Linked DNA regions of Oryctolagus cuniculus: region 2 is linked to region 1. A link is a contact called in public Micro-C data. All regions are on one chromosome and are shown on one strand. Each heading gives the region's core, a stretch centred on a gene start, on an enhancer-like site or on the middle of the called end of the contact. The rest is flanking DNA. Distances are from core to core; before and after follow the strand shown. Region 1 has its middle 210 kb from the start of GPAM. Region 2 holds the start of ADRA2A (adrenoceptor alpha 2A).

Region 1 (7,055 bases), core at 1,589-4,088:
TGTTCGTTCGGTTAGATGTAATCCAATGCATTTTTTGACTTTGGTTATTTTGAGCTTAGGATGGATTTATCAGGACATAGCCTCATCACAAGTCGAAGATTATCTATACAGAACAAAGCTGCTCTGTTGACCAAAGGAGAATGGAGGGAGTTACCTCGTGAAGCTGCCTCCCTGCTTCCTGAACCCCACCTCTGTTCTTGGGGTTGCATGAGCTCCCTGGGGCTCAGAGTGTGGTCCCTGGGCCAGCAGCATCAGCATCCCTGGGTGCTGTTTAGCAGTGCCTAGTCCTGCACTCCAGTCCAGACATATCAGTTCAGAAACACGGGAGGTGGGGCTCAGCACAACTCCAGGGGATTTTGTTTCCTGCTGAAGTCTGGAAAACTCTGGCCTAACTCTGGAAGCTCGAATGAGAGCAGCTGAAGATGTGTGTGCTATGGTTCCTCCTGCCTGCTCAGTCGAGGCTTCGTGCTCCCTGCCAGCTTGTCACTGGCGCATAGTCCATTGAGCATTCTTCCTTCTGCCTTGCTTTCGGAGGTTCCCAGCTTCTGCTGATCCATGTAACATCTACAAAAGGCGTTCCAGAGGGTGCCAGAGAGGAGAGGTGGGAGAAATCTGCTTAATGAACTTATTTCTTCTTTGAGTTGCAAAGTTGAGAGTGTAAAAATGAGACTGTCACCCTAGAAAATGACAATAAATGCAATAATAAAATTGCCTTGTCCAAAGCGTTTTGAAAAGATGATCTCATTTACTCCTCATGCTACCCTGAGTGTGGAGGGAGAGCAGTTCTGCCAGAGGACCATCCCATCCTCCGGGACTTGGGAGAGTCCTGCTCGTCAGCTGGTAACTGACAGAGGCCTCTGCCCTGGTTTCACCTCGCCGGAAGAGAATGGCTGCTTATGCATGGTACATTAGATGCGGCTGTCACGCTGACATGGACAAATTGGCAATTACAACAGAAAGAGGTCTGCACCAGGATGTTGCTCTGAGCTTGTGCTTGCCAGGGATTTTATCCACGGGTCGCCTTCTCTCCCAGTGACAGAGTCATGCAGGCAGTTTGCCAACTGTGTCTTGCGTCCTCAGCCAGCTCAGCAGTCAGCCGCTGTCACTCAGGTGTATCCAGCACAGGACCTGTGACAGTGGGATAGGTGGGGCCGGGGGGGGGGAGGATGCAACTGCCTGCAGACTCCGGGGGTCTCTGGGCAGGCTCCTGTGGCTGAGCGGGCTGGGCTGGTGCTGTGGCCCACAAACTAAGCAACTTATGCCAAGGTCTTTCAGCTTAGACGGCTAGCAAATAGAAATATTGTAATGGGGCTGGCGCCATGGCTCACTAGGCTAATCCTCCACCTGTGGCGCCGGCACACCGGGTTCTAGTCCCTGTTGGGGCGCCGGATTCTGTCCCAGTTGCCCCTCTTCCAGGCCAGCTCTCTGCTATTGCCTGGGAAGGCAGTGGAGGATGGCCCAGGTCCTTGGGCCCTGCACCCGCATGGGAGACCAGGAGGAAGCACCTGGCTCCTGGCTTCGAATCGGTGCAATGTGCCGGCCACAACACGGTGGCCGTAGCGGCCACTTCTGGGGTGAACCAACGGAAAAAGGAAGACCTTTCTCTCTGTCTCTCTCTCTCTCACTGTCTAACTCTGCCTGTCAAAAAAAAAAAATATCGTAATGAACATGTGGTGTCTGTAAGTGCTGAATGCCCTGGGGTGGGGCAGGGCAAGCTGGATCTTTCCACAGTCATCAGTCCTTTAAACATGAGTTCCTGGTTTGTGCCTGTGAACCTGAGAGTTAGCTGCAGAGCCTTATCTGTTTTATCCCTATCTGCTCCTTCAGAACTGATCTCAACACTGACAAAGCAATGATGAGATTCCAACAAATAGAACTGGATTTTTTGGAACAGGTCTATGCACACACATTATCTGCAGATTTGTTACGATGCGGATCTTAATTCAGTTCTTCTGCTTTTCTAACAAGCTCCCAGGGGGTGCTCATGCTGTTGTTCTGTAACCCACAATTTGAGTATCAAGACTATTGAACTTTGATTTGCAAAAATATCTCTGTTGGGATCACCTGGGAAGCTTAAACAAGTATTGACATGTGTCTAAACCCCTCCCCCAGCTGTGATTTACTTGGGGCTGAATGAACTCTGGATTTTGAAGCTTTTATAAAAGAATATTTAAATTATTTAATTAAGGATGTGTGTTGTGGCATTGGGGGTTGAACTGCTCCTGGGGATGCCTCCTTCCGTATCTGAGTGCTTGTTTGTGTCCTGGCTCCTCTGTGTCTGATCCAGCTTCCTGCTGATGCACCCTGGGAGGCAGTGGGTGATGGCTCAAGAGCTTGGGCCCCTGCCACCCACACAGGAGACCTGGATGGAGCTCCTGGCTTCAGCTTGGCCTGGCCTTGACTGTTGGTGATAATTTGGGTAGTGAACCAGTAAATGGTAGATGTCTTTCTCCTTCTCTCTCCCTCTCTGTCACTCTGCCTTTCAAGTAGATGAACAGAAAATTTAAAAAATAAATTATTTGAAAGGTGGAGAGAGGGTGTGCATGCACATGAACCCATTTTCCCTCCATCTACTGGATCAATCCAATCGCTAGAGGAACAAGGAATGGGCCAAGCAGAAGCCAGGAACTGGGAAGGCAAGCCAGATCTTCCATGTGGGTGGCAGGGACTCACCACTTGAGCCATCACCACTGTCTCCTAGTTTACACAATAGCAGGAAGCTGGAATTGGGCAATGATCCAGTCCTCAGACTCAGGCACTTTGGTATGGGCTGTGGGTGTTGCAAGTAGGGTCTTGGCTTCTGTAACCAAACTCCTGCCCCTGGATTTTGAAACTTAAAACTCATAGGTGATTCCAATGTACATGCACTGGGACTTACCACTGTGAAGTAAATGATAAACAGCTGGCACCTAATAGACTCACCAGGCACCCAGTTAGCTTGGGAACCTGGGTAAGGGAAAGTGGAACAGCCTTGGATGGAGCACCTTGTAGAGCAGGCTTAGCCTCCAAGGCTACCTTCCAAGCTGGCCAGGCCTGCAGATCACCTGGGAGCTTGTTAAAAATTTGGAAGTTGGAGCATCATCCAAGATTCGCTGAACTTGAATCTGTAGGTAGAGCTCCTGGAAATGTGTGCATTTTAACAAGCTCCCTAGGTACTAGGGAATAGTCAGCCAAGCATGGTGTGCACCTGCCTAGCTGAGCAGTCCCATCTCTCAGGGGCTTTTCACAGGGGTCACTTAGCTCCTCCAAACCTGCCAGTACACTGCGTTGGAATGTGATACCTGACATAGAGTCTGTTCTATTTCTAGATGCCTTCTCAAAATTCCTTGGTGCTGCTGCTCCTCTTGGCTGGCCACAGTGTCCAAGCACACTTCAAAAAGTTTTTGGAAAAAGGAAATTAAAAAATAAGTTTGTTTTGGTGCCAAAAAAGTTTGAAATCCATGCCTAGCTCTTTCATGACATGCATTTTGCCGTGAACTTGTTTGAAGATTCCTGGTATGCATAGATTACAGAATTTTTTGAATTGAAACTCATCTTTTAATTCCATTGTCCTTAAGTGTGTTGAAGTAGCTTGTATAAGACTGAAATGGTTCAGGACCTGGGGACTGAGCCAGCCTCTGCTGGTGCACCGTTGGTACCATCTTTTTTTTTTTTTTTTTTGGTTAAAGATTTATTCATTTATTTGCTTGTGAGGCTGAGTTACAGACAGAGAGCCTCTGGTTCACTCCCCAAATAGCCAGAGATGAGCTGATCCGAAGCCAGGAGGTAGCAGCTTCCTACAGGACTCCCATGTGGGTGCAGGGGCAACAAGCACTTGGGCCAGTGCCTTCTACTGCTTTCCCAGGCCATCAGCAGGGAGCCAGGAAACTCAGAGCAGCTGGGACTTGAACCAGCGCCCATATGGAATGCCGGCACCGCAGGCAGAAGTTTAACCCACCATGCCACAGGGCCAGCCCTCATTGTTGCCCTCTTGATGGGGCCTCAGAGCTTCACAGAAGTGGTCACTGCAGTCTTAGAAGACAGCACCGTCCTTGGAGCTGAGCTCCCTCCTGAGGCTTCACTGTCACAAACCGATGTGCCCTAAAGAGGGCCTCTTTCCTCCCTCACATCACGTCCTGTACTGAGAGAGAGATCACTGTCTTTTCTGTCTCTCTTACTTTTGGTTCCTTCAGAAGCAGTCAAATATTTAGATTGTCCCTAAACTATTGAGTGGGACTAAGCCATTTCAGAGCTTACAAAACCCTTTCGGTATCGCTGTTTTTCTTAGGGCTTTGTGCTGGTCACTTTGGCCTCCTAAACCTTCCTGGTTCCACTGGAGCTTTCCCACTCATGTGATTTTTGCCCATTCTTCCATCTTCGTGTGTATGCTTCCAAGTCTGTCTCCCTATCTTTCAGCTTTGTACCAATTCAGTCTTCCTCTGTGAACCTTGTGAGAATGAAGGATGGATCGGACTTGGCATTGGAAATGCAGGGCTGACCATCGGTAACTATTCAGATGCCTATCTCCCCCCCCACCCCACACACACACTCTCAACATGCAGTTGGGAAATGATGTTGTAAGAGCTATCCGTGAAGAATATTGAGAATAAAAGTTAGGCAGTGGGGACAAGTTGTGAGGCTCTTGCAAAATCCAAGTGGGAGATAAATTCTGAGAACTTCTCTATGCGTAGCAGAAATTTGGTAGAGAATAAGAATGGATAAAATAAATAATGCCTCATGAACATGACAAACAACTGCTTAGATATAGTCACTAGTCGACAATGCTGATTTCTGAGGAACCATGCCTATGAAGGCTCTTCCATAAACCGGACAGTGCTATGGAGAAGTAGGATATTGCCTTGTGGCTCTCTTGCTCCTAAGTTGATCCAAATCTTGGAAAAACTATTGAATTTAATGATTATTTTAAGGGGTAAATAGAAACAGGGACTGTGGCATCTATGATGTGATGATGTGATATTTTATCAAAATAAAGTTATCCAAATACCATGTCTACTTTAAAGGCAATCCAAATTTCAAGTCTGAAACTCAGCTTTAAAATGGCACAAAAATGGAAGTTTCTCAAATGAGTCATTCAATAGGACAGGCTGTTCTTTTTCGAAAACAAGCTACTCTCCAATCTCAAAAGTTTAAAAATACATGGCAGTGTCCCACTGGAGTCATCATCTCTGGTTTGGTACAATTCATGGTTTAGATCCAGGAAACAGCTTGACTCACCTATATCTCCATTGGCTTTGAGGTTATTAATAAAACATGTGATAACATAAACCTTAGATGTCCATGTGCTATTCCAATGGAGATGGGTACAACAGACTCCCATTAAAATCTAATGCGTCTCTTTCCGAAGTGAGAGGTATTATAAAATTCTAGGGGAAGAATAATTTCTCACTTTTCCTAGAATCCTTCAAATATCCCTGTATTTGTCCCAGAACAAGTGAAAATAATGTGGATTTAGTTAAATGAGACATACTTGCTGTAGGTTAAAAGTATGTGTCTGTTTGCTCATGAAGGTACTGAAACATTCAGATCATAACACACTTACCTAAAGTATGTATAAAATGGCTACTATCAAAGTCAGAAATGACCTACGCTTTAAAATATGTGCTGCTCACTGTAATGGTGATAGCAGGAATATGTTTGGGAGAAGTTGTTTTCATCTTTCAGGTCTGCTTGTGTCTGCACTGGCTTCTTCTCCTGCAGAGTGTCTCCTTGTTTCGGAATGATAACATCAGCAGGTCTAGGCCTGCATTCTACAAGCTTCAGGAACCTAGGAGAAAAGCAGTCCTTCCAGTTTTCCCCACAACAACATAAGACTGATGTTCTTAGGCTGTAATTGGCCAAGCTTGGCTCCTGAACCACTCATTGTCATGAGGGGATGTGAAAGTCTGTTTCACCAAACCACATTTACCTTGGATTTGAAGAACGGGCTAACTCTAGCAGAGCCACTTGAGCTGGGAGTCCAGGGAGTTGATTTGCCAGGACAATAGGGGTGCTGCTACTGTAGGGAGAATAGATTCTGGACAGGCAAAATACCATAGTTCCCCATTTCAAGAGGATTGACATCACAGAATTTTGCCAAATTAACATACTCCCAGTCAAATCCCAGCTAGAAGTCAGACATGCAAATCCACTCACAAACTGTTACAATGTAAGACACTTACTGCAAAACTCCACAGGGACTCCCCAAACGTCTGATGGAGTGTAAAGACAACTTGTAATGCTGTAAAATATGTCTGTCTTAAACTTAACTCCGTCCCACCCTCAACTGGACAATTTAACTTTGTCCTTATTTGGAAATCAGTAGTGCCTTCCTGAAAACCTAAGGCAAATACATACATTCCAGAGGCATATTTTCCATGGAAATCATTCCTTAGAGCATGATCCCGCCTGGTTATGTAAGATTTGGGCTATGTGCCTATCGACACACAGTGCCTTTGAAGTCTAGGGTTGCTTCTGTTCTTTGATGTTGAAATAGCACCATGGGATGAAGATAAGAGACACACATCTCAGAAGAAAGGAGTTACCATCATTTGTATCCAGGTGTGGTTTACTGGGCTGGAGCATGAATAGCACCCAGCGTTGTCATAGTGGGGAAGTAAAGGGTCCAGTCCAATATTCATATTGCTCTGTCATTGTCTGAACGCTTCTCTCTTGCATCTCACAGGGGAGGCTCTGTCTTGAAGACCTCCAAGGCATTAATCAATAGGCAAAGTGGTTCCTGTGGTGAGGATCAGTTGTAAAGGAAACGTAGCAGCTGTGAGTCCAGCATTCCCCTTGGGAGACTTAGAGGAAGGTGAGGGTACCAGTGTAGAAAAGGAATGTGGGTAAGGTACCAACAGCCTCCGCTCTCACAATTGTAACTTTATACTGGGGTCAGTCTGGTAGACAGTCCCTTTGGCTGCCAAATCCCATTAATGGGGAATGAATTTTGAACATGCACACATGTGCATCTGTGTTGTGGCTATATTCTCACTGTAGGAAATTGGAGAACTGCCTGTCTAATTACAGTAGATTATTGACAATATTGCATAGAAATTATTTCACCAGGAACAACGGAA
Region 2 (7,055 bases), core at 2,729-5,228, 990 kb after region 1:
AGACACCGCCTGGAACCTGGTCTTCGCTGTCCCAGGCCCCTTAAGGCCCAGATCACTTCTTGGGGCCTTTGGGCCCTCCCGTCTACATGCACCCATGGTGGAGGAAGCGGAGGAGACGTGTCCACACCGGTCTGTGCAGGTGTTAGAAGCAGCCAAGCTTTCCACATCTGGTCCTCCCCAAAACTACAGCCCGTGGCCTGTGCTTGTGCTGCAAACCCAGCTCCCATACCCAGGCGCTCAATGCTCATCTGCTGCACCTGGCCACATTCACATACTCACCCCAACCTGCTCAGCTGCGTCCTAAGATGACCCGGGCCCTGGGCCCTGGGCCCTGGGTGCACAGCTGCAGGACCCTGAGCAGCTCCTTTCCTCCTGGAGCCGCGGCGTCCTCTGCCGGCTGAGGGGTTGGATTCCAGGATCTCTAAGGACACTTCCGGCTTCCAAGGGTCCTGACTGTGCTACAGGACCTCGGGCCCTCCAGGACTCAGACAAAATCACAGAAAGGCATTCTGCCTTCGGCAGACACAGTTGGAGCCACCAGCAGATTCACACGTCTACCTAGAGGTTGGCCTCACACTCCATGCACACCGCACCATGGGGTACAGAGAAGGGAGACCCCCAAAACTCCATGGAAATGTGGATTAACACACTTGTGTATGGATTTCAAGTTGTGTGCACTAAAATAAGCACCTCTAATTCCATTTCTCCACGAACTTTTTGAAGCACCCCTTGTACCATGCTACATATGGTCACACTTTACATGTAGTGCACATCTGGGAGTGTAGTTCATACATTCTGCCACACACACAAAGACACCTGTGTATCACACTGTGGGGTAGAGACACACTTTGGGGGCATACACACACTTCGTGTTGACCTAAATGCTGGCGCTGGACCCAACACCCATGTGTATTTAGCATTCTTTGGGTAAAGACCTCAGTGTTGGGGCATCCTGAGTGTTAGCACTGTAACTCAACAAAGGTTCCGGGTTAAGGACACAGATCCCAGAACCAGATGAAGCTATGGACTGGACTGCCCCCGCTTGCTAGCACATCACTTGCTCTCTGGGGCTCAGCTTGTTATCAGGAAGATGGGGATAATGGTAGAACTTACTTCATGGGACTCCCGGAAAGATCAAATGACACCCAGCATAGGCTGCCCACAACCTCTGGCACCCAGGAATCAGTGGCAAAGGGTGTGCTGCTCTTGCACCCCTGTTTAAAGGTATTTAGCAAGGTACACGCGCTCTTGCTAAAAGACACATCGAGTCAAATGTTTCCAGAGTCTCATGGCTTTCGAAAACTCAGCAGACAAGACGACCGATTAATTCATGTTTATTTCACATTTGATCTGTAAACTTTTATTAAAAAAAAAAAAAACACTGTTATCAGCAACATGTGCCGCCATCATCAGTTTTTCTTTAGTGAAATAAAAGTGCAGGCGTCTACAACGCGGAGAGACCCAGTTGTAAACACCAGTCTCCACCCTCCTCCCCCGGCGGCGGCTCCTCCTCCACGGGATCCCAACCTGCAAAGCAGGGGCGGGAGGCCGGCACTTTGATCCCTAAGCGCTCTGGGGGCAGGAGCGAGCGGACAGTTTGGCAGGCCCATTTGTCTTTGCAAACTGTTTACCTTGGGCAAATTGTATCAGGTTGGCTTCTTCCGCCTAATTTCCACTCCTCTGCATCTAAAAGCAGCAGCTCCAAGATTTCCCCGCGGTCAGCGCTTTCGGGCGGGCGGGGCGCGCACAGGGACCAGACAGGGACAGGCACTCCTCTTCAAGCAGGGCCCTGGAGGCGAGGAGGGGGCGCCCGGGAGAGGGGGCTCTCAAGCGAGGGGGGGCGCACGGTGCATCAGGGGGGATCATGGCTTTGCAAAACACAGGGCTGATGCCAGACTGACGCGTTGGTCCGCTTCTGTCTTGGTCCAGCACTGTGATATTTATTTACATGGGAGAAGGCATTTATGCTGCTAGGCACAAGGAGAAACGTGGACAGAAGAGTTTTCCCCGTCTGGAAATCTCAAAACAAGTCCAGAGCCAAGGGCCAGTGACCAGGGGCTGGGGAAAGGGTCGCAGGGGTTCGTGTGGCCAAGGGGGTCAGCCTGAGCCTGACGGCTGCCATCTGCCTCTGGCGGGTTCTAAGGGCAGCCTGGATTCCAGCATCCAAACCCAGGGCTGGGGAACCCCGAGGGATGGGGGCGTCCTATCAAAAATAGTGTCTATTTACAGTGGGAGGTGAGAGGCGTGGGCAGGACTGCCCTGAGTGTTTTTTTGTCCTTGCTTTTTGTTTTTTTTTTTAAAGTTGCAAGTGGGGAGGGAGACCAGTTAGCCAGGGCTGGGTGACCCCCGCTGTCCTTTAACCCTGGGCGAGTCGGGCCCTGCGGAGTCCACTGGGGAGCCGGTCTGGGGTGCGGGGTGGGGGGCTCCCGCCTTTAGGAAACAACACTGATGAAGGGGGACCCACCAGGACACCCGACAGCGGCCGGGCGGGGGTGCGCATGGCCGGCCAGCCCTGCCGGCAGGAACCTGCCCTCCTGCGAACTGCAGGGGCAATCTCCGAGCCTGGAATCGCGGGCAGCAGCGGGCAGGACCCGGGTCCCCGCACCGCCTCGCCGGCTCACACGATCCGCTTCCTGTCCCCGCGGCATAGGATCTTCTTGAAGGCGCGGCGGAAGTCGTGGTTGAAGATGGTGTAGATGACCGGGTTCAGCGAGCTGTTGCAGTAGCCGAACCAGAAGAAGAACTTGAAGAGCGTGGGCGGCACGGAGCAGCCGACGGCCGTGAGCGTGTAGGTGAAGAAGAAGGGGAACCAGCACACCACAAACACCCCGATGACCACGGCTAGCACGAACGTGAAGCGTTTTTCGCGGTTCTGCCGCCCGCGCCAGCGAGACGCCTTGGCGCCCCCGGCGCGTGTCTCCCCGGGCCCGGCCGCCGACGCCCCGGGCCCCGCGGTCCCGGGCGCGCGCCGAGGGATGCTGTCCCCGGGCTTCACCTGGCTCGCTCGGGCCTTGCCCGGGGCCCGCGGCTTGCGGGGCCCCGGGGGCCGCTCGGCGTGCTCGGACGACGAGCTCTCCTCCAGGTCCAACGCGTCGGTTTCGCGCGGCCCGGCCGCTGCGGGCTCGCCAGCCGCGCCGTTGAGCTGCGTGGGCAGCGGCTCGGTCTCGGCGCTCGCGGAGCCCGCGCCGCGCTCGGGGCCCAGGCCATTAGGCCTGCGCTCGGCGGCCCCGGCTGGCGCGGCGGCGGCGGCGGCGGCGGTGGTGGTGGCGGAGGCGTCCGGACCCCTGCGGCTTGGCGGCACGCGCGTGCGGCGCTTGGCGATCTGGTAGATGCGCACGTAGACCAGGATCATGATGAGGCAAGGCACGAAGAAGGAGCCGGTGCAGGAGGCGATCACGTACCACTTCTGGTCGTTGATTTCGCAGCGCTGCCGCCCGCCGCCGCCGCCGCCGCCCTTCCTCTCGATGGAGATGAGCGGCGGGAAGGAGATGACGGCCGAGATGACCCACACGGTGACGATGATGGCCTTGATGCGGCGCGGCGTGCGCTTCAGGTTGTACTCGATGGCCTGCGTGATGGACCAGTAGCGGTCCAGGCTGATGGCGCACAGGTGCGCGATGGACGACGTGCAGAAGAGCACGTCGAGCGCCAGGTAGATCTCGCACCACGCCTGGCCAAAATACCAGTAGCCCATGACCTCGTTGGCCAGCGAGAAGGGGATGACAAGCGTGGCCACCAGGATGTCGGCCGAGGCCAGCGACACCAGGAAGAGGTTTTGGGGCGCCTTGAGCGCGCGGCTGGTGAACACGGCGATGATGACCAGCACGTTGCCGAACACGGTGAGCAGCATGAGCAGGCCGGCCAGGCACACCAGCGTGAGCGTCACCTGCAGGGAGTACGGGCTGGCCCGGGCGCCGCCCCCTGGCGCCTCGCTCCCGTTCCAGCTCCCGTTGCCCGCGTCCGGCTCCAGGGAGCCCATGGGCGCGAAGCTGCCCTCGGCCAGCGGTTGCTCCTGGCGGAACATGAACGCGGGCGCCCGCTCGCCCGGGCCTGCTGCCAGCAGCCTTCCGGCCCGGCGTCCGTGGGTCCTCCTCTTCCTCCCGCGCCCCGCGCGCCCCGCAGCGCCTCACATAGGGAGGGGGCCGCGGGGAGGCCGCGCCCGAGCTGGGAGGGCGCTAGTGGGGGCTCATGGTCCCGGCTCCCGCGAACAGCGCCGGCCGCCGCTGCGGGCGCTCCGCGTGGGCGCCTTCTCTCTCGGGGCCCCTGTACACGGCCAAGTTTTGTTTGTCCGCCAAGGGAGAGATTAGGGCGAGTGAGCCGGTGGGCAAAACGAGATTTATTCTTCAAGAAGGAACAGAAATCATCGGTGGCCGGCTGGCTTGGAAGGGCGACAGGAAATTGTTTCTGTGTCTGCAAGTTCTATATGTACGGAATATATGTGTATCTCGACTCCTGAGCCTGAGCGAAAGCGAGAGGGCTGGCTTACCGTGTGCGAGGTCCGCCGCGCCCCCAGGAAGCGGAGCCGGCGTGCGGGTGCGGGCTGGGGTCCTGCGTCTGTCTCCTTAGATCCCCGAGGCGAGGACCGGCTCTCTCGCTGCCCCCAGGCGCGGCGGTGCGGGCCGCCTTCGGCCCGGGGCCAGGGCACCGACTCCGCCGCCTCTCGGAGCGCCGCGGGACTTCCAAAGTTGCGCTCCCTGCGGGGGCTGGAGCGCGACGCGCGGAGCTCGGGGGCGGTGGCGGGGCGAGGGGTGTGGGCGCCGCATGAAAGCGCCCCAGGGCTCAGGCAGGCTGGGGGCAGGTGAGCAGGCGCCGCTCCGGGAGCCGCCGGCCCGTGGCAGGGCGTCTCCTGGCCGTCGACCGGGTGGGCGCCGAGCCCTGCCAGCCGGCCGGGCCGGGGGTCCGGGGACGGCGTGAGCTGGGGCAGGAGCGCGCGGCCGCAGAGACAGCGCTGGGGTGGCCGGGCGGCGGCGCGCCGGCCGCTGGGCGTCTGCACGGAAGCCGGAGCCGCTGCTGCTCGCCGCGCTACGGTGGACTGGTTTTATAGTCCCAGGATCAAGCCGGCGTCGCCGAGCAGCCGGCGTCAGCCCCCACGTGGGAAGCCGACCCTCCTCCGCCCCTCGCGCCTCCCCTCCGCCAGTCTAGCGCCCGCACCCCGCGCAGGACCCCGGGGAGCGCTGCCCCCGAGGCTGAGCCGGCCCGCTCCGGAGGCGGAGACCTTGAGCGAGGGGCTTCACCAGACAGACACCAGACAGAGGAGTGGGAGGCGGCTCCTGCTGCGAGCTGGCCGGGCCGGGCCGGGCCGGCAGAAGGCGGCGGGCACCCAGGAGTCCCCATAGCCAGCTGGGTCCTGCAAGGAAGGGGCTGGCGGGGAACCGTGGCCCAAATCCGGAGAAGCCGCCTCGCCTCCGGCACGGTTCGCAACCCCAACAGCCAGGCCGCCGTCGTCCGCAGGTGCTCCTGGCCGCCGGGGCGCGAGGATTCGTGGCGGGGAAGGAAGGTGCGGGTTCGGATCGAGCCCCTGGGGCGGAATGGACAGCACCCGCGGGGGAGCGAGCCGGGCCAGGCCAGGGATCAGGCATCCCCTCGGGGGAAGAGGCGGCCACGTGTGTCCCCCCCCCCCCCTCCCCGCAGCCAGAGGTGTCTGCGGGACCAGAGCAGCCCGGACTCCGGACCGCGCCCCCTTAGCTCGCTGCGGGGAGGGGTCCTGGAGGCGGAGGCCGCGCGTGGCGGCAGAGCGAGGGCGCACTGACACCTGCTGGCCGCTCGCCGCCACGGCTGGGAAGCGACCCCGAGCGCCGAGCGCCTCGTGTCTCCGCTGTTTTCTGTCTGCGGTGCCTCTTTCTCTAAGAGCCGGAGCGCCTCGACTTTCATCGCACTTCGTTGTGTTGCCGAAGTCTTCCTCAAGCAGAGGTTCCATGATAAGGTCGCATCAGGAAGGGCTCTGCGGGACTGGCATCCCCCACGCCGGATCCTGCGTCTCCGGGCACGCAGCTCCGGGAACTTTGTCGAGACACAAAATCTACTCAAGGTGCACACAGACCAAATTTCAGTGGGGGTACGGGTCCGACCGAGGCAGACAGGGTGTTTTCCAGGTTCTCTCTCTGGGTTAACAAAGCACGGCGGGGGTGACGGGCCACTTTCCCCATGAGTGCTGGCTGTCCCGGCATAGCTTCTAAGTCAACGGGTAGCATAAGAGTAAAGCCTCGGAGGGATAGGAGGTGTCAGGGGGAGAGAGATTAGATCTCAGGACAAGTTGTCTTATGGGACCAATAAACCAAAATGCCTTTTGTAGTCACCCAAGCTGGACTGGCAGAGGCTGGACAGACCAGCCAGATGCAGCCTCGGGTCTGGCTGGGGGTGAGGACCTTGAACATCACCTTTGAACCCTGTACTTGCAGCCCCCAGGGATGCAGTTGCTACTGCTCCTGCTCTTGGTGTAGCCTTGACCTTGGTGACCTTTCAAACTCAGATGTCTCATCCAGCCTCTGTAACTTCGCCTCCAAACTCTCCCCCAGCGGGACGACCTCCCTCTCTGGCCTAAATTCTTGGAGCCTTTCATAGCCCAGTTCTGGGGAATCTAAAGAAGGCTGCGAAGGAGCCGCTTCCCCACGCTCTGAGTTTCTTGGCAGAGGGCAGGTGCACTGCCAATGGGCTCGGTTGGAAGTGTGACTTGCATGCAGCACTGAGAGCCTCAAGCCTCAAGGATGAGTGATTTTGGACTGGCAAAAATCAAAGGCCACAGCCCTTTGTCGTTTGCAACGTTCATAGAACTTGGAGCTACGGAAACCCATCACGGGCTTCCAACATACTGGCCTCCTTTTTATTTCACTAGAAGCAAAGAGAAATGGAAGCAAGTCTACAGGGCTTCCCTGTCTTGAAATCGCTGCTGCGAACTTGTGTGTGAGTCCTCTCATCACAATTTCTGAATGTTTCCCAAACAGCCAATTTGGTTTGTTAATTCTTGGGTTTGGAGTCTTTTCTCCTAAAATGGAAACGGGTCTTCCAAAGAGCTAGGGACCCTGAGGCCGATGCACAAGCAATGTTAATAACAGTTG

Evidence for each region. Hi-C and Micro-C count contacts between places; a contact is called where the count stands out from the background.
Region 2: a contact with region 1 is called in a Micro-C map of ear pinna, with 3 times the contacts expected there. The contact joins the promoter of ADRA2A here to the enhancer-like site in region 1. A contact is called at or near these places in 2 of 6 Hi-C or Micro-C datasets (ear pinna and an unstated tissue).

Annotation. Positions count from the first base shown.
Region 1 is chr15:18,197,678-18,204,732 of mOryCun1.1, forward strand. No RefSeq gene overlaps it. Among named protein-coding and RNA genes, the nearest start is that of GPAM, 210 kb to the left of the region's middle. Within about 2 kb of position 2,839, at least 1 of the 8 cell types and tissues checked has an H3K27ac peak or open chromatin away from gene starts, as enhancers often do. A contact at or near this core is called in ear pinna, where this site is marked.
Region 2 is chr15:19,189,730-19,196,784 of mOryCun1.1, forward strand. ADRA2A (adrenoceptor alpha 2A) reads right to left here and starts at 3,979. Exons shown (of 7, transcript NM_001082693.1): 1 at 3,283-3,979; 2 at 3,196-3,281; 3 at 3,039-3,193; 4 at 3,016-3,037; 5 at 2,912-3,014; 6 at 2,890-2,909; 7 at 2,618-2,887. The coding sequence starts at 3,979. The coding sequence ends at 2,618.